Linked DNA regions of Sus scrofa: all the other regions are linked to region 1. The links are chromatin contacts, called in public HiChIP or PLAC-seq and promoter capture Hi-C maps. All regions are on one chromosome and are shown on one strand. Each heading gives the region's core, a stretch centred on a gene start, on an enhancer-like site or on the middle of the called end of the contact. The rest is flanking DNA. Distances are from core to core; before and after follow the strand shown.

The links. Promoter capture Hi-C pulls out the DNA fragments that hold promoters and counts their contacts. HiChIP or PLAC-seq counts read pairs in DNA pulled down with a chosen protein or histone mark.
Region 2: a contact with region 1 is called in an H3K27ac HiChIP or PLAC-seq map of skeletal muscle. The contact joins the enhancer-like site here to the promoter of TRIB1 in region 1. A contact is called at or near these places in 3 of 5 promoter capture datasets (fetal liver, fetal skeletal muscle and liver), 5 of 47 Hi-C or Micro-C datasets (embryonic fibroblasts, epiblast stem cells, liver and 1 more) and 2 of 2 datasets of contacts at active chromatin or transcription factors (alveolar macrophages and skeletal muscle).
Region 3: a contact with region 1 is called in an H3K27ac HiChIP or PLAC-seq map of skeletal muscle. The contact joins the enhancer-like site here to the promoter of TRIB1 in region 1. A contact is called at or near these places in 2 of 5 promoter capture datasets (fetal liver and skeletal muscle), 4 of 47 Hi-C or Micro-C datasets (embryonic fibroblasts, liver and skeletal muscle) and 2 of 2 datasets of contacts at active chromatin or transcription factors (alveolar macrophages and skeletal muscle).
Region 4: a contact with region 1 is called in an H3K27ac HiChIP or PLAC-seq map of alveolar macrophages. The contact joins the enhancer-like site here to the promoter of TRIB1 in region 1. A contact is called at or near these places in 2 of 5 promoter capture datasets (fetal skeletal muscle and liver), 4 of 47 Hi-C or Micro-C datasets (embryonic fibroblasts, epiblast stem cells, fetal skeletal muscle and 1 more) and 2 of 2 datasets of contacts at active chromatin or transcription factors (alveolar macrophages and skeletal muscle).
Region 5: a promoter capture Hi-C map of liver shows a contact between it and region 1, with 3 times the contacts expected there. The contact joins the enhancer-like site here to the promoter of TRIB1 in region 1. A contact is called at or near these places in 2 of 5 promoter capture datasets (fetal skeletal muscle and liver), 6 of 47 Hi-C or Micro-C datasets (blood, embryonic fibroblasts, fetal skeletal muscle and 2 more) and 2 of 2 datasets of contacts at active chromatin or transcription factors (alveolar macrophages and skeletal muscle).
Region 6: a contact with region 1 is called in an H3K27ac HiChIP or PLAC-seq map of alveolar macrophages. The contact joins the enhancer-like site here to the promoter of TRIB1 in region 1. A contact is called at or near these places in 2 of 5 promoter capture datasets (both in liver), 26 of 47 Hi-C or Micro-C datasets (adipose tissue, alveolar macrophages, blood and 16 more) and 2 of 2 datasets of contacts at active chromatin or transcription factors (alveolar macrophages and skeletal muscle).
Region 7: an H3K27ac HiChIP or PLAC-seq map of alveolar macrophages shows a contact between it and region 1. The contact joins the enhancer-like site here to the promoter of TRIB1 in region 1. A contact is called at or near these places in 1 of 5 promoter capture datasets (liver), 5 of 47 Hi-C or Micro-C datasets (alveolar macrophages, liver and skeletal muscle) and 2 of 2 datasets of contacts at active chromatin or transcription factors (alveolar macrophages and skeletal muscle).

Annotation. Positions count from the first base shown.
Region 1 is chr4:14,296,520-14,299,486 of Sscrofa11.1, reverse strand. It overlaps TRIB1 (tribbles homolog 1), which reads left to right and starts at 1,368. Exons shown (of 3, transcript XM_021088927.1): 1 at 1,368-2,681. The coding sequence starts at 2,322.
Region 2 is chr4:14,551,256-14,554,222 of Sscrofa11.1, reverse strand. All of the region lies in intron 2 of NSMCE2 (E3 SUMO-protein ligase NSE2), which reads left to right. Among named protein-coding and RNA genes, the nearest start is that of WASHC5, 45 kb to the left of the region's middle. Within about 2 kb of position 1,437, at least 6 of the 83 cell types and tissues checked have an H3K27ac peak or open chromatin away from gene starts, as enhancers often do. A contact at or near this core is called in skeletal muscle, where this site is marked.
Region 3 is chr4:14,534,659-14,537,625 of Sscrofa11.1, reverse strand. The region is part of intron 3 of NSMCE2 (E3 SUMO-protein ligase NSE2); the gene reads left to right. Among named protein-coding and RNA genes, the nearest start is that of WASHC5, 62 kb to the left of the region's middle. Within about 2 kb of position 1,470, at least 16 of the 83 cell types and tissues checked have an H3K27ac peak or open chromatin away from gene starts, as enhancers often do. A contact at or near this core is called in alveolar macrophages, embryonic fibroblasts and skeletal muscle, where this site is marked.
Region 4 is chr4:14,075,677-14,078,643 of Sscrofa11.1, reverse strand. All of the region lies in intron 8 of LOC102165543 (a long non-coding RNA gene), which reads right to left. Among named protein-coding and RNA genes, the nearest start is that of TRIB1, 220 kb to the left of the region's middle. Within about 2 kb of position 1,468, at least 15 of the 83 cell types and tissues checked have an H3K27ac peak or open chromatin away from gene starts, as enhancers often do. A contact at or near this core is called in alveolar macrophages, where this site is marked.
Region 5 is chr4:14,500,732-14,503,698 of Sscrofa11.1, reverse strand. All of the region lies in intron 4 of NSMCE2 (E3 SUMO-protein ligase NSE2), which reads left to right. Among named protein-coding and RNA genes, the nearest start is that of WASHC5, 96 kb to the left of the region's middle. Within about 2 kb of position 1,413, at least 7 of the 83 cell types and tissues checked have an H3K27ac peak or open chromatin away from gene starts, as enhancers often do. A contact at or near this core is called in alveolar macrophages and liver, where this site is marked.
Region 6 is chr4:14,115,988-14,118,954 of Sscrofa11.1, reverse strand. No RefSeq gene overlaps it. Among named protein-coding and RNA genes, the nearest start is that of TRIB1, 180 kb to the left of the region's middle. Within about 2 kb of position 1,369, at least 27 of the 83 cell types and tissues checked have an H3K27ac peak or open chromatin away from gene starts, as enhancers often do. A contact at or near this core is called in adipose tissue, alveolar macrophages, liver and 3 more, where this site is marked.
Region 7 is chr4:14,440,506-14,443,472 of Sscrofa11.1, reverse strand. The region is part of intron 4 of NSMCE2 (E3 SUMO-protein ligase NSE2); the gene reads left to right. Among named protein-coding and RNA genes, the nearest start is that of TRIB1, 140 kb to the right of the region's middle. Within about 2 kb of position 1,527, at least 37 of the 83 cell types and tissues checked have an H3K27ac peak or open chromatin away from gene starts, as enhancers often do. A contact at or near this core is called in alveolar macrophages, liver and skeletal muscle, where this site is marked.

The sequences.
Region 1 (2,967 bases), core at 119-2,618:
TTTGAGTACCCACAAGTGCTTAAGAGCTTGAATGCTCCACCTTTTAGTAGTGATTTGATCACAGCAAGTAACTTCGTCTTTGCAGGCTTCTCCCTCTTGAAAAGGGGCAAAAAATAACCCAACGGGGTGGCTGTAAGACTGCAGTGACTATGTGTAAAGTGCTAAGAACTGTGCCTGGCATTTTACAGACCTCAATTAACGTTAGCTATTATTATTTTAATGCTCAATCTTCTAATCCCCAGCGTCTAGCTCTTACTAGATGCTTCATTAGTATTTGCTGAATGAATGGAGATTTAATATGGAAAAAATTTATCCTTGGGGCTCGACCTGGTTTTAGAAAATGAAATTTTTAGTACAAGGGCAGAAGGGATTCTGATAATAGCTATGTACGCTGGGTGTCCAGGGACTCCAAATCGACCTGGTTCTTGAAAGAAAGAAAAACGATAGATTCTAGGTTGCTTTTTCATGGAGCTTTGTGCAGCGTCTGACACACATTTCGCGCTCACCGCAATCACGTTGCACGAGTGCACGCACACGCCCTGGCAGGGCTGCCCGGGTGTAGGAAGTATCACTGTCGGTGGCAGAATGACTCCCACTCCGCTACCCGGCCACCACGGAACTGGGCTGGGCTGGCCCCGGGGCCCCAGACCCTGCAGGGCGTGTGGAGGCCGGGGAGGGGGCTAGAATCCAGCGGCGGCCACGTGGGCCCCTTCCGCCCTCTCCCCACATCCTTTGTTTCCCACCGGCCCCGGCTCAGGAAGCTCTTTCTGCGAGTCACCGCGAAGGGGCGGCCGGGGAGCCTGGAGAAGCTATTTCCGTGCAATCCCGGCGGGCGGCAGGCGCGGGAGGGGCGTGGAGGTGGAGGCAGCGCAGAAGGCCCAGTGTTTGCTTTTATTTCATCCAACAGAAGGTTCTATTTGTGGAAGCGAACAGACGCTGGGGATTAGAGCTGGGAGGGGGCAGGAAAAGGAAAAAAAAAAAAACAAAAAACCACATCCACAACCACGCATAGGTCTTCCCCGGAACTACCGCGTGGGGGTGAATGAGTGATTCTGGAATTCATCACCTTCTCTCTCTTCCTTTCCGCCGACTACCGCCGGGCCTCGCGACGCCCACGGCTCCAACCGGAGGTCCCAGGGCGCGGGGCGGTCGGTTGCGGGGGGAGATCCCCAGGGCAAAAGGCGTCACCGCGCGGCTGCAGCGAGCAGCGGGTGCAGCGAGCCTTGGTGCGCGCGCCCGCAGTCCATTGTGCTCGGTGTGAATGGGGAGCGCGCACCAATCAGCGGTCGCTTCGCCCCCCACGGCCCCACCCCTCCCGCCCACTTCCCGGGGACCCTGACGTCACGGGAACTTTTCCTCCACCCCCTCCTCCAGCTTCTAGCTTTGAGCCCGCTGCCTGCCGGAGGGCGCGCGCCGCCTCCTGCTTAGCCCAGCCCGGGGGGCGTGTGCGCGCGCCCCAGCCAGCTCGGGACACACCACCTGCGCCAGAGCGCGCGCTGCCCGGAGCATCCCAGCCCTCGGGCCACCCCCATCGCCCCCGCCGACCCAGCTCCTCCTCCCTCCTCCCAGCCTCCCCCCCCCCTCTCCGGTGACTGCTCGCCCAGCGGCAGGGCCCGAGTCGTCGCAGCCACCTCATTGCACAACCCGGCTTCCCAACTGTTTACACAGCCCGGCCTGTGAGTGTATGTGTGTATACAGCGTGAGTCACCGGGAGGCGGAGGAGGTGGAGGAAAAGGAGAAGGAGGAGTGCACTGGCCAGGATCGGTGCTGCGCACACACTCACTCACTCACACTCAGTCACTCTCTCTGAGCGCGTCTCGCTCGGGCACACTCACGCCGGGAGCCCGGAGCGCGCAGGATCCCGAGCGCCGCGGAAAAGTTGCTCCGGCTTTGGCCCCGAGACTTATTGCTTTGGGAAGTGCATTTGCTCCGTGGCTCCGCCGAGCCTGCGGAATCCTGTACTCGCTGTTTCGGACCTCGGTAAGGCCAGCCACCGCCACCTCTGCCTCCCTGACTGTCGGCAGCCTCGACAACAATAGCGGCGGCCGCCCCCTGCCAGGTGCCCGGAGCCGATACCGCGGGGGTCTGAGGACCCGAGCCGGCCTCCCACCCCGGGACGCGCAGCCACGGTGGTTCTCGCGTGTACCGCCAGCGCCGGGGAGAGGCTCCGGCTTTGCCCCCCGTGGGGGCCGAACCAAGCTCCGTCTGCAAACTCCATCCTGCGGGCTGGAATACGTCGCGGCGCCGGCGCCGACCCCGTCGCGCCTTCCCGCGCCGATCCGAGGACGTACAAAGCCGGGGCCGTCCCGGCGCCGGACGGGATGCGGGTCGGTCCCGTGCGCTCTGCTATGAGCGGCGTCTCGCAGCCCCGAGCCCCGGCCTTGCTGCTCCCGGCCGGCCGGGGCGCTCCTGCCAAACGCCTGCTGGACGCGGACGACGCGGCGGCGGTGGCGGCCAAGTGCCCACGTCTCTCCGAGTGCTCAAACCCTCCGGACTACCTCAGCCCCCCTGGCTCTCCCTGCAGCCCGCAGCCTCCGCCCGCCGCGCCCGGGGCTGGCGGCGGCTCCGGGAGCGCGCCGGGGCCCAGCCGCATCGCCGACTACCTGCTGCTGCCCCTGGCCGAGCGCGAACATGTGTCCCGGGCGCTGTGCATCCACACGGGCCGCGAGCTGCGCTGCAAGGTAGGCACCCGGAGGCCGAGGCCGAGCGGAGGTCGCGGGGTGGGGAGACACGGTGGCAGCAGAGTTATTTGGGGTTTCCTCAGACGACGCCCGGGGGCCGAAGGTGCCACCAGCGCTTGGGCTTAGGGCAAGGCGGATAAGTGTGTTTGAGTCCGGCAAGGTAGCATTGGACCGGGTTCACTATAAGGGATTGAGGGGTTCGGATGGAGTGGTATAATGGGGTCTTGGCGGTCAAGAGGAAGTGCGGTCCTCAGTTTTTTTTCTCTATGATTTCCTTAATGCCCAG
Region 2 (2,967 bases), core at 188-2,687, 250 kb before region 1:
TCGTTAACCACTGAGCCACAACAGGAACTCCTATCTCCATTTTTTAAACCAGTGACCTAGACTGTGGTGTTATGTTGAGCAAATAAGGTGGGAATAGACACTAGGCAATTTTGGAACTCACCCTGGATAAGTGCTCACGAGTCCATACTGTGCTGCATAAGAATTAGCACAGTGTTACAGGCTTACTACCTGCATGGTTTAGCCACAGAAGACCTGGAGTGTGTCTCACCTGAGTCTGCCTACATCTGTAAAAATAGCTAAATCTCCATTCCTCTCCTTATTCAGGTCTATCTCTTCTCCCTCATTTTGCCCTAGTCTTTTATATTCAAGATAACCCGCGTTGTTTTCATGTAATTATTTTGCTTTCTTGTTCCTGCTTCAGCTATCATCTTCCTCTCATTGAAGTCCCATGAATTTTAAGTTGAATTTGATTGCAACACATAATCACCCATTTCTGCTTAATGTTTTACTGATCATGTAACTTCAATGCCTTATTCAACACTTCAAAAGAGAGAATAGTAATAGTTATAATACCACTGTTAGAGCGTTTTGACGTTAAGTAACAGGCGACATGTCTAATGGTTACATGGTTACATGGTTAGCGTGGCTGCCTGGATCGCATAATTACACGTTTGTATGACTTTAGGAGACTCATATACAGGCCAACTGCATCCATTCAGATACTTATGTAAATATCAGAGCACTTCAGTCTAAAATGAAGCCCTCCTTCAGTTATTATCATTCTTTGTATTTTCTTAGGGTTTACCACTGAACAGGAAAAAGCTAAACGAAACAGAAACTGTCTTTAAAGAATGGGTTTAATTCTATGGCCCTTCCTGGTCTAAATAACACTTTCTGAGTTCTTTGGGTACCATTAGCAGCCCACGACATTCGGGAGAGTGCTGAGCGGGCTCACAGGGTATAGACAAACCAGATTTGCAGGAGGACAGCTGTGGTACTGGCGTACTTACAGAAGCACTTATATTTTTATAATATAAATCAAAGATAATCTGCACCCTCTGGACTTGATTTGCTGGGGCAGGGGTAGGGGGCTGTATTTCAGCTACTACTGAACTGACTTCTTGGAGCACTCGCTTAATTGGTGTGCCAGATGTGTTACACAGCTCTCACCGAGCCTCCCCACTCTCTCCAGGAGACGGCCCCACGCACTCATTGGCTGAAAGAGGTATGTTGCAGGGTATCACTTAGGTTCATTTGATTAACATAAGCAAGGGTCGATTATAGGGAATGAAAGCGTATTGAAGAAATGAGTCTATTCCTAGACTCAGACCCCACTTGGCCAGCCAAGGACAGTCAAAAGCATAGGTAGTGGAAATGGTTTTGACACTCAGAAGTATCTTTGCCAGCTGGAGCCTTCCAGGGCCCTTTCCCTTCCCCTTAAACATTTCTCTGCTGCTGCCATCAAGTGGCTGCTGCTGCCATCTCTGTTGCAGCTGGTGTTCTTGGCCTGGTGCAGGTTGACCTACCAGCAGCTAGAGCTGACTTAGTTATTCTCCTGGCATTCAGTGAGTGTCCTGATTGCTCTTACAGCCCCTCCAGTAAGCCTCGTGGACGGGGAAGACCACTCTCTTCACCAACCTTAAAATTTAGTAATCTTCTCAAAGGGGAAAAGCATTTCCTTTTTGTCCTCGGTTTCCTCGGCTAGGAATTTGGAAAAGCTTTTCCTGGATCAGGCCTGTTAGCATTTGAGTGGCATTGGCTAGTGTCCTACTTGGAACAGGCCACCTGGAACTGAGATGAAGCTCAGGGCCATGGCAGTCTTCTTCTTCCCCCTGCCCCGAGGGTTTGTTCCCTGGATATTTATGGAGGCGTTGGAGCTGCTTGTCCTTCTTGTGTTTAAGCACCTTTTAGTCCAGGCGGACAAGTGTGCAAACGTTGCACCTTGAAGGTCTGAGTTGGAGGCGTAGCTCTGCCGCTCACAACCTTTGTGTCCTAGAGCAAGTTACTTCAACTGCTTAGTGTTTCGGTTTTCTTATATGTAAAGCAGAGATAAAGCTACCTATCTCTTAATGTTGCTGTGAGGTTTAATGTAAATATTGTGTTCAGTACGATCTCGGCGCATAACACAAGTCTTAGTTACAGCTGTTATTATTATTATATGTATATTTTTAATCATGGCAGTCACTTTCCAGGCTTGCAGAGGTGTACAGTAATATTTTCCTCTTTGAAATTGTCATCCTGTGAACGTTAACATCACTTTTATAATGCCCCCCGCCCTGCACTGGTGCCAACATTTTTCCATAGGAAAAGTGAAATGAAAATAGAACAGGCAAATGAATTTCTATTACATGTCTTCTTTACATTTTGACTCAATTGAATATCAGAGGCAGGGCAATTTGTAGTTTGGTAAAAGTTTGATTTTCAAATTTATATGATGGCCACATAAGAATCTTGAAGGAAGAGTTGCTGTAATTCTTTGTTGAATTCCAGGAGCATTAAAGCATCATTCTTGCCCTCCAATGGATTAAAGTTTGTTTGGAGAAGTGAGACAAATTCATATAAGAAGACAAGACCGTTTATATTTAAAAGCGCCAAAGTATCAACTGTAGATGTTAAGATAAATTGAGACCCTTCTAGGCTGGTAGAGATTAAAAGCAGGAAGGGCTTGAGTTCAGCTCTTGAAGGATGTGTAGGATTTGGTTGGTGTGGATTTCTAGGAAGGGCTTTCTCTGTAAGAGTGGGAGAATTGGGGTAGTGGGCTTCTATATGGTGGAATAAGGGGCAGGGAACCTTTGGCTGGTCAGTCCCTCGGCACCTCCCTATCTCCAAGCCACTTTCAGTCAACAGCTAGTTCCCTGTTTATGTGTTTATCCCTCTTTTCCTCCTGAGTTCTTCAGGGACTTATTTAGTTCTTTTGCCTGCCTCATGCAAAGCTATGCTCTTTCCCCAACGCACTTCTTATTAGCAGCATGGGGCACGTTCCCTGTGCCTTTCTTTGCTTGGTAT
Region 3 (2,967 bases), core at 221-2,720, 240 kb before region 1:
TCACAGAGTGATTGCTTGATTAAAAAATGCGATAACATATGTGAAAGCCCTTGAGAGGTAAAAGTGCCGTATAAAGGCAAGGGCTCAGCGTTCTGTCCTGTTAACTTTTAACTTCTTTCTCCTGTCACGGAAATGTCTACCACATTTAAATTGGTGATCTCTTGTAAACCACCTAAACTCGGAATAAGTGGTCATAGGTGGCTTGGGCTGTCTCCTCCCATTCATTTTCTCATGCCCCAGCTTGAACTGGAAGGATAAATGTGTAGATTTTACATTCATTTTTGGTCCTTAATTTAGTCATCTTTTTGGTAAATGTTTATTTCTGTCTTCCCTCCCTACCCCTTTTCTCCGCCTCACCACCTCCCAAGAGTTTGGTGGAAATCTCACGTAACAGTTCAACAAGTGACTAATGTAGATTGGGCTTGCTTAGTCTCTGAGTCACTTTATTATGAAACACTTAAACTTGAACATCTATCGGTAACAATGAGGAAATAATATAAAACAATTTATACTTTCTGATCTGATGGTTTTAGTGACTAACTCATCAGGCAACAATGAAGAAGGAAATTAATGAACATTCACAAAGCCAGATGAAATTATGTTAAAAGTCCGTCTCAGTAAATCACAATCACCTTCACTTCCTTCTCCCCATTTCTCAGCAGCTGGTGTTTCGTTGATAAGAGTGTTGGGCTAGGAAATAAAGATCTGGCTTCTAATCCTCTTTCTGCCAGGCTGTGACCTTGGACAAGTCACGTAAACCTCTGTACTTCAGCTTCCTCATTTCTAAAATGGGAGTAAGAATAGTATTTTTCCTATGCCCCTCACCGGGCAATGGTAGATAAAAGAGAATGTGTTGTAACAAAAAAAGGAAAAAAAGTGAAAGATGGCATATAGTTATTAGACCTTGCCTGTCCTCATCGGACATCTGATATCTGAATGGCCACAGCACCAAAGGGTGAAGGAAGATCAGAAGGGAGTCGCTGTTAGCTCTTGGAGCTGGAAAGAGAAAAGATAGACTCCCAGCGTTTGGATTCCTGAATTGAATCCTGGAATGCAGTTTCCCATCGAAATAACATTGTGGCTAGGTTTCCAGGCTAGCCAATTAAAAAAAAAAAAAAAAAAAGATTTAATCATAAGCAGTGCATTGTGATCCAGTTTCAATAAAACTGTAACAAAGCCCATGTGTGGGATAGGTATCAGTTTGGTGATTCATTTGTTCTGGAGGCCTAGCCTAGTGGATGTTAGTGAATTCAATTCTCTGACTTCCCTGGTTATTTGATATCTGCCTGCAGGCTGTTGATGGTTTGCTTAAACCAGATTTGGAAATGTCATCAGTTTCTTCTTTCAGTGCCCTGGCCCTTTGACGAAAAAAGTCTGAAACCAACTCTCTTTGCCCCGGGTGAGGGGTGAGGAGCCCTCCTGGAATCCTGACCCCTTGAATCATCACAGTAACCTACCCAGTTAGTAAGGAGGATATGATGGACTCTGAGCCCCAGGAAGGTTAAGGGACATGCTTGGGTCACATGCTTAGTCTCAAGGTGTGACTTGAACCTTGGTTTTTTTGATATGTAATTCAAGGCTCTTTTCATGACATCTCCATGCCTCAGGACAGATGTAGTTTGTTGAATTCACTTTGAGTTGTAGTTTTCAGTTGGGAGTAAGAGTGCTTTTGTCTAACCTTGGTTATAAAATATGCTTAAAATCTTACACATAAATTTTCCACAGGTGGAGTTCCTGTCATGACTCCGTGGTTAAAGAACCAGACTAGTATCCATGAGGACATGGGATCGATCCCTGGCCTCACTCAGTGGGTTAAGAATCTGGCATTGCCGTGAGCTGTGGTGTAGGTCACAGACACGGCTTGGATCTGGTGTGGCTGTGGCTGCGGCTTAGGCCAGCGGCTACAGCTCTGATTGGACCTCTAGCCCAGGCATCTCCATGTGCTGCTGATGCGGCCCTAGGAAGACGAAAAGACAAAAATAAATAAATAAATAAATTTTCCACAGATAAAGGTTTAAGAGTAAATGAGAAGTAACTCTTCACACTCACTTGACATGCATAAGAAGGGATTCTGTTAATATTAAAGAACTACTTGAGGAAAAGAATATTTTGTTTATGAAACCATTATATTAAAAAGGAGGTATATTCAGTCTTCCCATAATAATAATAATAAACCTACATAATTAACCTACCATTTCTCTAGTGCTTGCTATGCTCTAGGCAGTAGTCTAAGTTGCATTTGTTAACGTAAGTTGAGGAACTGCTTTTTTCTTGCCAGCTTAGACTACAGATTTATTCATGATCAGATTTTAGAAGCAGTGGGGGAGAAGTCTCTCCATGGAAGAAGGCAGTGGTATGGCCAGTAGGTGGCATTTAATGGAGCATGTGAGGCATATTTCACTGGGGTGGTGGAAAGAATACTGCAACTGGGGTCAGAAGTCGTAGACTCATCCTTGCTCCTCCACTGTCTCATTGTGTGACACTGGATGAGCGACTCATCCTCTTAAGGTCATCAGTTTCTTTATTGGTAAAAAGAGGGTAATGATACCATGTGGGGCTGTCGCGAGGATGAAGTGAGAGAGTGAGGCTTCATGTGGTCGGCATGGAGAAAATAGTAATTGCTTTTAATCTCCATGCACCAGGTGGTTATGAAGTTAAGTTGGAGAGCAGAATATGAAAGCTGGTTTATGCATTTTTTAATGTCATCCAATTTAAGATGGTATTTTCCTCTAACTGCCGCCTTCTTTAGTACTTCAGAGTAAAATGTGCGGGGAATCAAGGAAAACAGGTTATGGCTAGAAGATCTGGATTTTACAGGGTGGCCACCAGGTCTAGAACATAGGTGGACACACAATAAATGGCTTAATGGTATACTATTACAGCACATTTTGAAATCATTTTGTTTGTGCTTTCAGACCTGGTGACCACCTTGTCGTTTCAGCTCTGTCACCATTCAGTGTTTGGTTC
Region 4 (2,967 bases), core at 219-2,718, 220 kb after region 1:
AGAATGCCTGAGGGACCAGATGTATTAATTGTTTTTATTTGTTCATTTATTCATGAGCATATACTGAGCCTCAGACTATGTGTGAAGCTCTGTGCTGGGCTCCGGGGACATGGTGGTGAATATGACATGGTTCTTACACTAGTGACATTCAAACATGGAATCCACCAAAGAAGGGGCAGGACTGAGAATAGGAGAGGGCCTGAGTCTGGGAACTGTACCGGACAGGAATCAATAGATGATGCTTTTGACCTGCATCCCAGAGAGTGAGGGACCTTAACTGAAGCCTTCGAGTTCATGTTCTGAGGCTCCCTTCATTCTGGGTGCTGCCCCAAGCAAGGCAGAGGGGGAGGTGGAGCTGAGGGTCATGGAGAGACTGCAGGCCTTGGGGTCCTGCATATTCTACCTGCCAGGTAGGTGAGTGGTCTAGGATCATGTAACTTCTGAGACTTAATCTTCCACCTATAAAATGTGGATACTACTACTTACTTGCCAGGGTTACTGTGAAGACTAGTAAACAGCAAATCTAAAGAATAAATGTGCCCTTGATAATGTCAGATACAGAGATGCTTAATAAATGGTAGTTACATAGAAATAAGGGTGAGATAGAATCATTGGCTTTAAGAAACTTACTCTATACCTGGCAGGGGTGGGATGGGGGTAGGATGGGAGAGTGGCATTTGCCAGTGTGTGTGAGAGAAGAAATGAGTATAAGTCCTACATTGGATTGCTTACAAACAAGATCAGAATCCAGAGAAGAGAGAGAACAGTGTGGGCAGAGGCAAGGCTTTGTGGAAGGACCAGAGAGGTGGCCAGTTTTCAGCTTTGGTTCTATAACCAGACTCCATGGGCTCATACATGAATTCCATTTCCCTTATTAGCTCTGCGTTCTTGGGCAGATGTTATTAATTCCCTCAAGACTCAGTCTGTTCTGCTGTAAAGTGGGTATAATGGTGGTACTTACTTATTGGGTAGTTCAGGGAGTTAAATGAGCTAATTCACAGAAATGTTAGCACAGTGCCTGGCACTTAGTGACAGTGCCCTGAATCTTATTCCTGATGAAGTGAATCTTGAAAATGAATGACCTCATTGTAGTTACAAGGATACCAGTGGAGTACCTGTACACACAAAGCGTTCCTTAAATGCCTTATATTTCTTTGTATCTTCCCTCGGCCCCTGGCATAGTGGCTGGCCAGAGGTTAGTTTGCATATGAAGAAGTTGGCTGGGAGAATGATGATGGGTTAAATGGGGGCCATTCTAAGTAGGGGAAACAGCAAAAGTGAAAACAAATCAGTGGGCAATGGCCCAAATCTTCAAGGAATTTAGGAATACTGTTCAGTTTGTGAAGTCAGTTAAGCTCTCTGTCTCCCCCTGGTGGCCATAAAAAATATACACAGCTCCCTTCTTGGGCAAAGCCGTCCTCGCTTCAAAGAGAACTGTCATCTTCCTCCCCTCAAGACCCAGGAGAGGATGTGCTCTGGCTGTGATTCAGCCTCGCAGACTGATTCACGACCTGTCTCGACTGCAGTGACTTGCTCTTGGTGACACTTCCTGAGGAATAACAAACAGTGATGTAAGATCAGCTCAGGAATGAAAGAAAGAGCTGTTGTTTAAGCTCTTCTCTTTTTATCCATTCAAATTCTCTGGAACGCTGCTCTTTGACCTCCTCCTTCAGGAGCCACAGTGTCAAATAATCTCCTCTTTCTTGTGTTATTTGGGACAATTGATCATGTAATGATGACAACGGCATCGCTGGATTGTTACTCTGTGGCAGGCACTGTGCCAAACTCCACACATTTAACTCATTCATCCTCCCCAAACAACCTTCTAGGTGTTCTTTTTTTTTTTTTTTATCTTTTGTTTTTTCAGGGCCTCACCTGTGGCATATGGAGTTTCCAGTCCAATCGGAGCTACAGCTGCCAGCCTACGCCACAGCCACAGCAACGCAGGGTCTGAGCTGTGTCTATGACCTACACCCCAGCTCACGGCAACACCAGATCCTTAACCCACTGAGCAAGGCCAGGGATCAAACCTGCAACCTCATGGTTCCTAGTCGGATTCGTTTGCACTGCGCCACAACAGGAACTCCTAGGTGTTCTTTTTGATGCAGTTTTTCAGATGAGGAAGCTCAGGCACAGTGAGGAATGTGGCTAGCTCAAGGTGACACAACTAGTATTTGCAGAGCCAGGATTCGAACTCCAGAGACCTGGCTCCAGAGACTATGCACTAACAACTGTACCAGCTGCCTCCTGTTGACAAATCCTGGCTCACTGTCATCTATTACTGGACCTTTGAGGCATGAAGGTCTTGTGTCCCCAACTCGGAGCCCCTGGTGGAGGACAGTGTTCTCACACTTTCACCATCGGAAAATCTTGGAGAGAAACGGTTTGAAAAGCACATTCCTGGGGTCCCAACCTCTGAGCTGATTCAGCCCGTCTGGAATGGGGCCCAGGAGTCTGCACTGTTCATAATGGTAATGATCTCTTGTGGAGTCGAATCTTTGACGAATCACTTCCAGCCTCCCCGAGTCTCTATTTCCCTGTCTGTAGAACAGGTGTGCTAATCTTGACCTCAGTGTCACTCTTGTAAGGACCATCTGTTTAGGATGGCTCATGTTGGGTGACCAGTGTAGTGCCTGGCACACAGCGGGCATTCCTTAGATACCCCTGCCCTTGATGCTTCCTGTTTTTTTGTGTCTCCCATGGCCCCTTGGTACAGGGGAGTGTCAGCTGGGAAGCTGACAGGGAGTATCTTCAGTCGTATGCGCTATGACAAAATGGGATTTTCTGGTTCAGGAGTGGACACCTCCTCCTCTGAGTCACAGTGGTACAGTGCTTGACATAAGCCTTGGCACAGTGGGTTCAAACCTCAGCTTCCCATCTGAGCAGGATGGGGCAGTATACCTTCCTCAAGGGTTGCCGGAGAATCCTCCCATAAAAGTATACATGGGGCAGGGCTGGTATAACCTT
Region 5 (2,967 bases), core at 164-2,663, 200 kb before region 1:
AAAGCGTTGGTGTAAGACCACGGATGGCTAAGGAGAAGGGCTCTTTACATGCTCCCAGGTGCGAGTTGGAGCTGTGGGAGTAGATGACCCATGCAAGGGGGCAAGGGGACGAGTCCAAGGGAGTCAGAGAAGAAGAAAAGGAGGAGCCAGCAAGGAAAGCTCCAGTGTCTGGGAGGAGGACCAAGGGCCATATGGACCAAAAACAGTAAAGGGAGAAAGACTTTTTTCTAAGTATCATTTTCTTATTTTAGTTGAATTTCCTGAGATGCACGAATCTCTCAGTCCTAAACTGAAAGTTATTCATATTTTTCAATTTCAAAAACTAAATTCCATAATCTAATAAGATGGGGGGTGAAATTAGTCATTGCCTTTTTTTTCTACTTTTTTTTTAGAGCCGAATCCGAGGCATGTGGAGGTTCCCAGGCTAGGGGTTGAATCGGAGCTACAGCTGCCGGCCTATACCACAGCCACAGCAAGATAGGATGCAAGCCTCGTCTGTGACCTACACCACAGCTCATGGCAATGCCGGATCCTTAACCCACTGAGCAAGGCCAGGGATCGAACCCACAACCTCGTGGTTCCTAGTTGGATTCGTTTCTGCTGCGCCACAACAGGAACTCTGTCAGTGCTTTTGGTTTTGTTTCTCTTTCTTGTTGGTAATATTGAGGGTTCTCTTCATTACTTTTTTTGCCCTTCTCACATATGGTTATTTAATAAAGAGTAGAAATCACATCTGACTTCCCCTAATAAGTAGACTTCCCCTATCCAATTTTGAAGCAAGAAGCACATTGTGTAGTTTTAAAAATTCTCATGGTGCATAAGGAAATGGAGATGAAGTGTACGCATTTATTAGAAATAGGAAAACAAAATGATAGCAATTTTTTAGAAGTTCTGCTTTCCTTGCAGTTAGAATATTTTATTCAACTATAATTAGAATTTTAAGATTATTTAAAAATAAATAGTAAACATATAGAAATGATTTGCATTGGCTCTGAAGTGCAAAACTGCTGTGGAATAGGAATTGGCATTGCAACACCATGCAAGTGTTCGGTTTAAAATGGTGTTGGGCCTCCAGCTCCGTCAACTTTTGTTGTGGAACAAACCGCCCCAGAACGCAGTGACTTAACCATTTATTTGGCTTGGATTGGCCGTTTGGACTGGGCTTAGCTGGGTGATTCTGCTGCTGGTCCTGCTGGGGGCTCAGCCACACAGCTGCGGTAAGCAGCCTGATTGGCTTGGGGTTTCTTGGTCTGGGGCTCCCCCTCCTCCGCCCCCATTAGGACAGCTCGTCCCCATTCCATGTGGTCTCATCCTCCAGCAGACTGGTTTAGGTTTGTCCACAGAGTGGCAGAAGGGAGGTAAGATCCTCAAGAGCAGAAGTAGATCTCTGAGGCCCCGGCATGGAAATGGCACAGTGTAATTTTTGCTAGACTCTTGGTCAAAGCAGTCACCAGGCAGCCCAGGTTCAAGGAGTGGGACAGAGGACTCTGCCTCTTGGTGGGAGGAGATAGAAAGTACTGTGGCCAGGTTTTCAGTCTTATTGCCCCAGCTCATGTTTGTTTGTTTGAAACACTCAAATATCCTATGTAACTACTGAAACAGCACTGGCAGAGAGAGAGAGAGAGAGAGAGAGAAAGAATGTGTGTGTGCGTGTGCGTGTGTTGGGGGGGGGTGTGAGAGGAGATTAACCTTTCTTCTCAATGTGCAACCTTCAAAACAAGGGGGTAATTGAAGTAATCTCACTTTTTGAGTCATCCCTTTGATCAGGGACATGTTTATTCAGCTCTCGAAGCAACTGTAGAGATAATTTAGCGTAAGTGAAATTAAAATACAACTGGTGTTCTTTTATGGTATATGTTGAATATACATGTAACAAATGGATATTCAAAAAGAACTGTCTAGGGGCTGACACTAGGCTAGGTATCTAGGTATAGAGAAGAAAGAAATCTGGCACATTCTTTTCTTTCAAGGAGTTTGTGTTCTTACTGGATGGGCAAAATCTATATGCACTTAATCCAACAAAGCCCTATTGATGGATGTGTCTAGGACTGGGCATAATCAAAGATCGTACACAGATGGCTATGACCTAGTCCTTTTGGTGGAGCAGAGAAACAGGTACTTCAAATCACTGTGATTCAAAGCAAAATAATGAGAGCCATGGGAGAAATAGAAACTAAGTACTGCTGAATTAGAAAAAGAATGGGAGGAGGCAAATGATCAGCTGCCAGGATGTGATTCATATAATTAACACCTGAGAAGGGAGGGGTCTTTGAAACAAGAGGGTGATGGCTGCACAGAAAAAATGAGTTTTGAACAAGACTTGGAAGAAGAGGTCAAATTTGAATAAGTGGAGAGGTGAGAATCCTATTTAGTCATTTTAGGATGAAGTTGTATTTTCCCAAGAAGGTAATTATTTAATTAAAGAGAGCCTTTTAAAGTGGCAGCTATTAAAGAGCGTGAGATGATACTGTAGAAAGACAGGAAAGCATTGTGCTGGGAAGATGGCTGGCAGGTTTTTCTCCCTCCAGTGGTACCAAAGCTTAATTTTCTTTCATCAGATACTTGTGTACTTTGGTTGGGAAATTAGAGAATATTTATTTTATTTATAAGGGCTGTATACATTTCATTTTCACTGAGTCATGCTCACTTTAGTTATACATTGATTTGAAAATTAGAAACAAATATTGTGTGTCCCTGCTGACAAGGAAATCAGAAATTAACAAAAGTGAGGAAACCCCCTTGAGTAATGTCAGCTGGTACTTTCTACAAGCACGTCTGGATCTATTTAAGAGCTTAGTTGGTAGAAATTAATTGGGGAATTTCCTTTCCTAAATTTGATGAGTAAATTTGCTTTTCAAACTTTCTGTTCTAGTTTGTTCTATTTAAACAATTTAAACTGTTCTTGTTAATCATCTATTAAAACAACTATCCTGCACAGTCGGTGTTATATGTGTTCACTGTTATTTT
Region 6 (2,967 bases), core at 120-2,619, 180 kb after region 1:
CTCCCTCTGCGGGCCTCCTTCTGCGGGCCTCCCTCCCACCTACCGACAGTGTGGACTTGCTTCTTCCTTGTACCCCCAGCGCTGCACATCCAGCGTAGCCTCCAGTCTGATTTCAGACCCCACCTGCGTCACTTGCAGAGAGGCGGTGTGTTTCCTCAAGTAGAACTAGAGACAGTGACCGCGTCTCTGTGAGGAGGATTGAACACAGAGCCAGTTTTACCCAGCGCTTCCCATTCACAAATCCCACCGGGATTTAGTGTTATCACCATCGTCATCATTAGGACAGGACTAATTCCCTCTGTTGCAGTCACTTCCATCCTAAGCCTTGCTCTTACTAGACTCTGCCCTACTGGAGTGCAGCGGCCACTGCGCTGGGTTAAAAAACAAAATTCAGGGAGTTCCCGTCATGGCTCAGTGGGTTAAGAACCTGACTAGTATCCATGAGGATTTGGGTTCCATCCTTGGCCTTGCTCAGTGGGTTAAGGATCCGGCATTGCCGTGAGCTGCTTGAGTAGGTCACAGATGTGGCTCAGATCCCATGTTGCTGTGGCTGCGGTGTAGGCCTGCAGCTGCGGCTCCAATTTGACCCCTAGCCCAGGAACTTCCATGTGCTGCAGGTGCGACACTAAAAAGAAAGAAAAAAAAGGAACGAAAAAATGGAGTTTCTGCTGTGGTGCAGTAGGTCCTACTGCAGCAGCTTGGGTCACTGCAGAGCGGCTAGTTTGATCCCTGGGCCGGGAACTTCCATATGCCATGGGTGCAGCCATAAAAAACTAAAAACAAAACCCCCCAAACTTCAACTGAGTAAATGTGAAGATCTAATTGGCTTTATTCAACAATTCATGATCCGTCCGGAAAACTCTCCCCATCCTACAAGGTTCGATTCATGCTGACTCTCCTAGGAAGCTCATCTCATTACTCTGTTACTGCACATTGCTCCTTACTTCTCAAGCACTAGCCATAGTCCTTACGAATGAAAGAGGAATGGATATTTTTTGAATACCTACTATGTGCCAGGCACTGGACTCTTCTATTTGATAACCACTGTTTAATGTTCCCAGGGCTCCAGGGGTGTCCGTATTATTTGCCTCATTTTGAAGACTAGGCTCCAAGAAGGCAAATGCCTTTGCCCAAGGTCACTGGCCAGGAAGTGGTGGAACTGGACTTAGAATCCAGGGCCTGAAGTTTTCATGGCACCGGGGAGAGGCCAACTAGGGAAGAAAGGAAATGGAATGATTCGTTTACTGCCCCAGGCATTTTCAGCAACAAGTCAGTCATTTCCCTAATTCCCAGTCTGTTGTTGGTGCAGAGACTTGGCAGTTGGAACCAAGCTGAAAAAAAAAAACAATTCTCTTTTTAACTCAGTAGCACCACCTGCAGGATCTGAGGGAACACTGCAAAAATGATCAGGGGCTACAGGGCTCCTCTCTGGGGGAAGGGTTCCAGGAGAAGGGACCTGAGACACCATCTGATACCCTTCAATCTTAAGAAGGAGCAATTTGAGATCCAGACAGGTACTGACTCAAAGTCACAATGTTAGTGATGTCAGATCTGAAGCTGTATCTCTTCTGACTCCTGGTTTAGTACCTTCCCCCACCTTCATTCTCATTCTCTCTGTCTCTTGCTCATTCTCTGTCATTCAATAAACATTAACTGAGCACTCAATACGTCTTCAGCATATTCCTTCTTGGGGGATATGAGTACTGATAACTAAAATGTGCCATTTAGGATTAATGTTTAGTTTTTGATTAATTGCCATAACAACATAACTTTGTCATTACAACCAAGACATTACTGTGTATCAGGCAGTGGGCTAAGGTGTGATCTCAGTGGGCCCTCCCAGATGAGGAAACCTAGGCTTAGAGAGGTTTGGGAATATGGTTCAGCAGTTGTGGAGCAGGGATTCAAACTCAGATCCTTCTGACTTCGGACCCAGAGATCTTAATCACTATGTTATATCTACCCTTTAAAATATCTAAGGTTATTTCACACGGGCCGGCCGGTTAGTTCAGTTGGTTACAGCATGGTGCTAATAAAGTATCTAAGGTTATTTCAAGAACAATCCACACTCTAATTAGGATGCTGCTCCTATTTAAAGTAATTGCTTACTTCCTGTCTAAGTGGGGTGCTGACTCTCCTTTCACATTCATTGCTTCTGAAATCCCTAGGAGTTTCTAGTGAGATTCTACTCCATACTAGGCACTGTGCTGGGTGCCAGGGACGCAGAAGTCACAGGAACTCACCTAGGAGCTTGTGGCCTCCTTGTAAGTGTCAGCCTTAAATCATGGCCATCCGCAAGATGTTCTGGCAGAAGTGGGACCCAACTCAGGGGGCGCCATTCACACTACAGCTGGTGGAAATTATCCCCCCTCCAAGTGGGGGCATGGCGGGCATGGTGCTGCCCGTGTGAATGACCCGGTGGGATGTGCCAGTTGGAACAAGGGACAGGAGCATGGGTGGGGGATGGGGAAGAGTCACTTCCGACTCTGCAGGGTAGGGAAGCTTCATGAAGAGTTCTGGAGCATGACTGCTGCCAGAGCTGTACAGACTTTGATTTCCTCTTCTCTTCAGCTGGGAGGTAGGGTTAAGTTTTGAGGAACTACAGCTCTGTGTTTCGACCTGCAGAACAGAAAGTGTATTTCGGTTTCTTTTTCTGCATTCACTCCCAAATTGCATTTTGGTTTAAGTTCCCAGGAAATTTGTCCTCATTCTCATTTTGGGGTAGATGAGTAGTTCCTCTCTATGGGGATGCTTGGTTGCTAAAATTGGAGCTCACCGATGGCAAGTGGCATGTCTAAAACCAGAGATCAAGTTTGGGCCACCATGCAGCTGTTGAAGGAATTCTTGCCCCAAACCACAGGAGACTGAACCCACGGCGGCCCCAGAGAACGGAGCATTCACCCCCAGAGAACGCATCCCCTCTGCGTCTTCCCTCTCTCCTCACCTTCTAAGAGCACTTCCCATGGG
Region 7 (2,967 bases), core at 278-2,777, 140 kb before region 1:
GTGACTTCACGTATTCAAAAATCTTAGCATTTAATTCTAGGAAAGGGCAAGATAAGGAAAAAGTGAAAGTAACAAAATGACTAAGTCCCACTGCCCCCCAGGAGGTTGGGGGATGTTGCTGGAAATAGTCATATAACTAAGTCTTCCAGTATATCCAGGGAAGGAATTTCCAATTTCCAGTGACATCCAGTGAAGTGACATCATTTCAGCTAACTGACCAGCCAGGCCTTGTATCAGGGAGTCTTCTGTGGCAGTTCACTGGAGCTTTAACACTACACATAGCAGCAAGAAAATAATTATAGAAATGGTTTTTTTGTTTTTTTTGTTTTTTGGGTTTTTTTGTGTACATATAAAGCTGTGTGGTATAGTGGAAAGAAAACTGGCTTTGGAGCTCAGTAGACCTGGGTTGAAATCTCTCCCAAGAGGAAGCTGGATGACACCACACCAGGTTCTTTCCAGCAGCAGTGTAGGAAGGATTAGATAATGATGTATGTCAGCTGCCTGGCATGGAACCCCACAATTAGGGCTTCATAAATGGTTGCTGTTATTTTTAAGCTCATTCAGAGACAAGATGTAATGCTCTAAGGGCCTTTTGATTTTTCCGTTGAATGACTGGACCAGGTAAATTCAACTTTTGAGGAATTACAGCCTCTTACAAGAAGCCAGTGAAACATTTTGATATTGGAGTCAACTAGACACACTATCAGCCCTTGTTCACTGACAAATATGGGCAGGTAATTTCAAGAGGTCAGTCATCAGTGTGTGCCTTCCAAAACATTATAGTCATGTTACAGTAAACTTTTTATATTTGTTGCGTCACAAAGATTTATTGAAGTGATAAAAGTTATTATGGAAAACAGTGTGCGGTAACTATGGTAACAGTTATTTGATCTCACAGTAATTAGCTAAGCATTTAGTTGCACAAGACTTTCACAATGCCTTCCTGGTTAGTTCATTAAACAAAATTAGCTTTTGTTTGAACTGCCTTTCTGTAGCGTCCTAAATTTGGTTTTAGTTCAAAAGAATTGAAAAGTGGGTTTTAAAACTACCTTTCCAGCCTACAGTTTGTGAACATATTTGAAGTTGCAACTGGTTGTTATCTAATTCTTCCTACCGCAGTATGATTGTGATTCATCACTGTCCTCTGAAGTGTGCCTTTCAGGTCACTGGAGTGGGCTAGGAAGTGGGCAGAAAAGTTGGAGGCTCGTTTCTTAATTCTAGCCCTGTTTCTGGCTCCATTGGTGGATTGGAGTCAGCTGGTGCCCTTCCATGACGTAGTTTCTATACCTGTGGAATTGGGTTGCTGTATTATGTGTGAGAATTTGAGATCTCTTGAATGTGGTCATTTCTTGAGAACCTGCTGGTGCTCTGATGGCACCTGGAGCTGGTAGGTGCCCAGTTTTCTCAAGCCCTCCCCCACACCTCACCCCCCCAACCGCCCCAGGTGCCTCTTCTGCCCTGTTCAGCATAACTCATGCTGCATTCAAGTTCCTCTCCTTTTGCAAGATGGATGGGACTGCCGGTGATTCACCGACGTGGTGATGTCACTCTCCAGGGACTTGCAGAGCTCTTGAGAAGGGGCCTCTGCACCTGGGTTCAAGGAAGGTTTCCCGACCCCATGACTCCTCCCTGTTCGCCCCCAGCATCCAGGTGAAGCCTAACCCCTACGGTTTGATAGGTGGAGGAACCTGAGCGCAGTGGAAAACTTCAAGCATTCAAGATTTCACAACAGACAAATAATGAAAATGAAACCAAAAAATGTTTTAACTCATTTACTAAAACTGAGGCGGTTCCAAGATCAAGTAGCACAACAGGGTTTTTAAACATTCAGTGAAAGTTCCTAGTACTGATTTCATTTTAATTCCTGTCAATGTAGTGATTTTATTTTTAGTTCACCTACTTTTTTAAAGACACGACTAGGTTTTAAAAACTAGTTGCTAGTGTTCCCATTGTGGCTCAGTGGTCATGAACCCAACTAGGATCCATGAGGACGAGGGTTTGATCCCTGGCCTCGATCAGTGAGTTAAGGATCCCACGTTGCCGTGAGCTGTGGTGTAGGTCCCAGGTGCCGCTCAGATCTGGCATTGCTGTGGCCGTGGCGTAGGCTGGCAGCTGTAGCTCAGATTCGACCCATAGTCTGGGAACTTCCATATGCCACAGGTGTGGCCCTAAAAAGACACACAAAAAAGAATAAAATAAAAACTAGTTGCTTTCTGAATTGTGAGGCAAGTTCCTCTCCCAATTGACTGGATATCAGCTACCAGTTTTCCACTGGGCAAATGTTTTGGGGGCCAGAACATTGCCAGTTCTGGTCATGTTTATTTGCATGACTAGACTGATTTCTATAGGATAAATGAATCTTCAGTTTCACTAACTAGGGTTAGACTTCTAATGATAGGAATCTATTTGTGCTTGATTGGTCTTGACATTTTTCTGGCCAATCCGAAGAGAATGAAGATAATAATAGAATAAGTTATCCCAGGTGGCTTCAGCACCTGATCCATTTCTTTTTCCCCCTTTTCCCTATTTTTGCTTTTATCCTGTATGATTTTGATGGCTAAGCTGGAAAGGACTCTTCACTCCTCTCTTCGTTTTCACATATGCTTCAGAGAATAGTGTCTTTCATACCATTTAGGAAAAATGTGACGTCCTTTGATTCAACTCTCGTTGCAGTTGCCATGAAACTTTCCCCAGTTTCTCTCCTACCCTGTCCCCTGTTCCCTGACTCTCCTGTGTCATTTGTACCTAATTCTTAGGCATATTTAACATTGTATATTATAACTTTGGGTTAAAAACAATCTTCCTCAGGGGGCTGTGAACACCCCCAGAGGTAAACCACTCCTGTGCCTCCCTGTATCTTCCTGTGGTACCCAGCGTACAAGACTGTGCCCGCAGCCAGCCAGCCAGCCAACCCAGTGACTTGTCCTCATCTCACCTCATCTTTCTCCGTGATGTCCTGAACTCTAG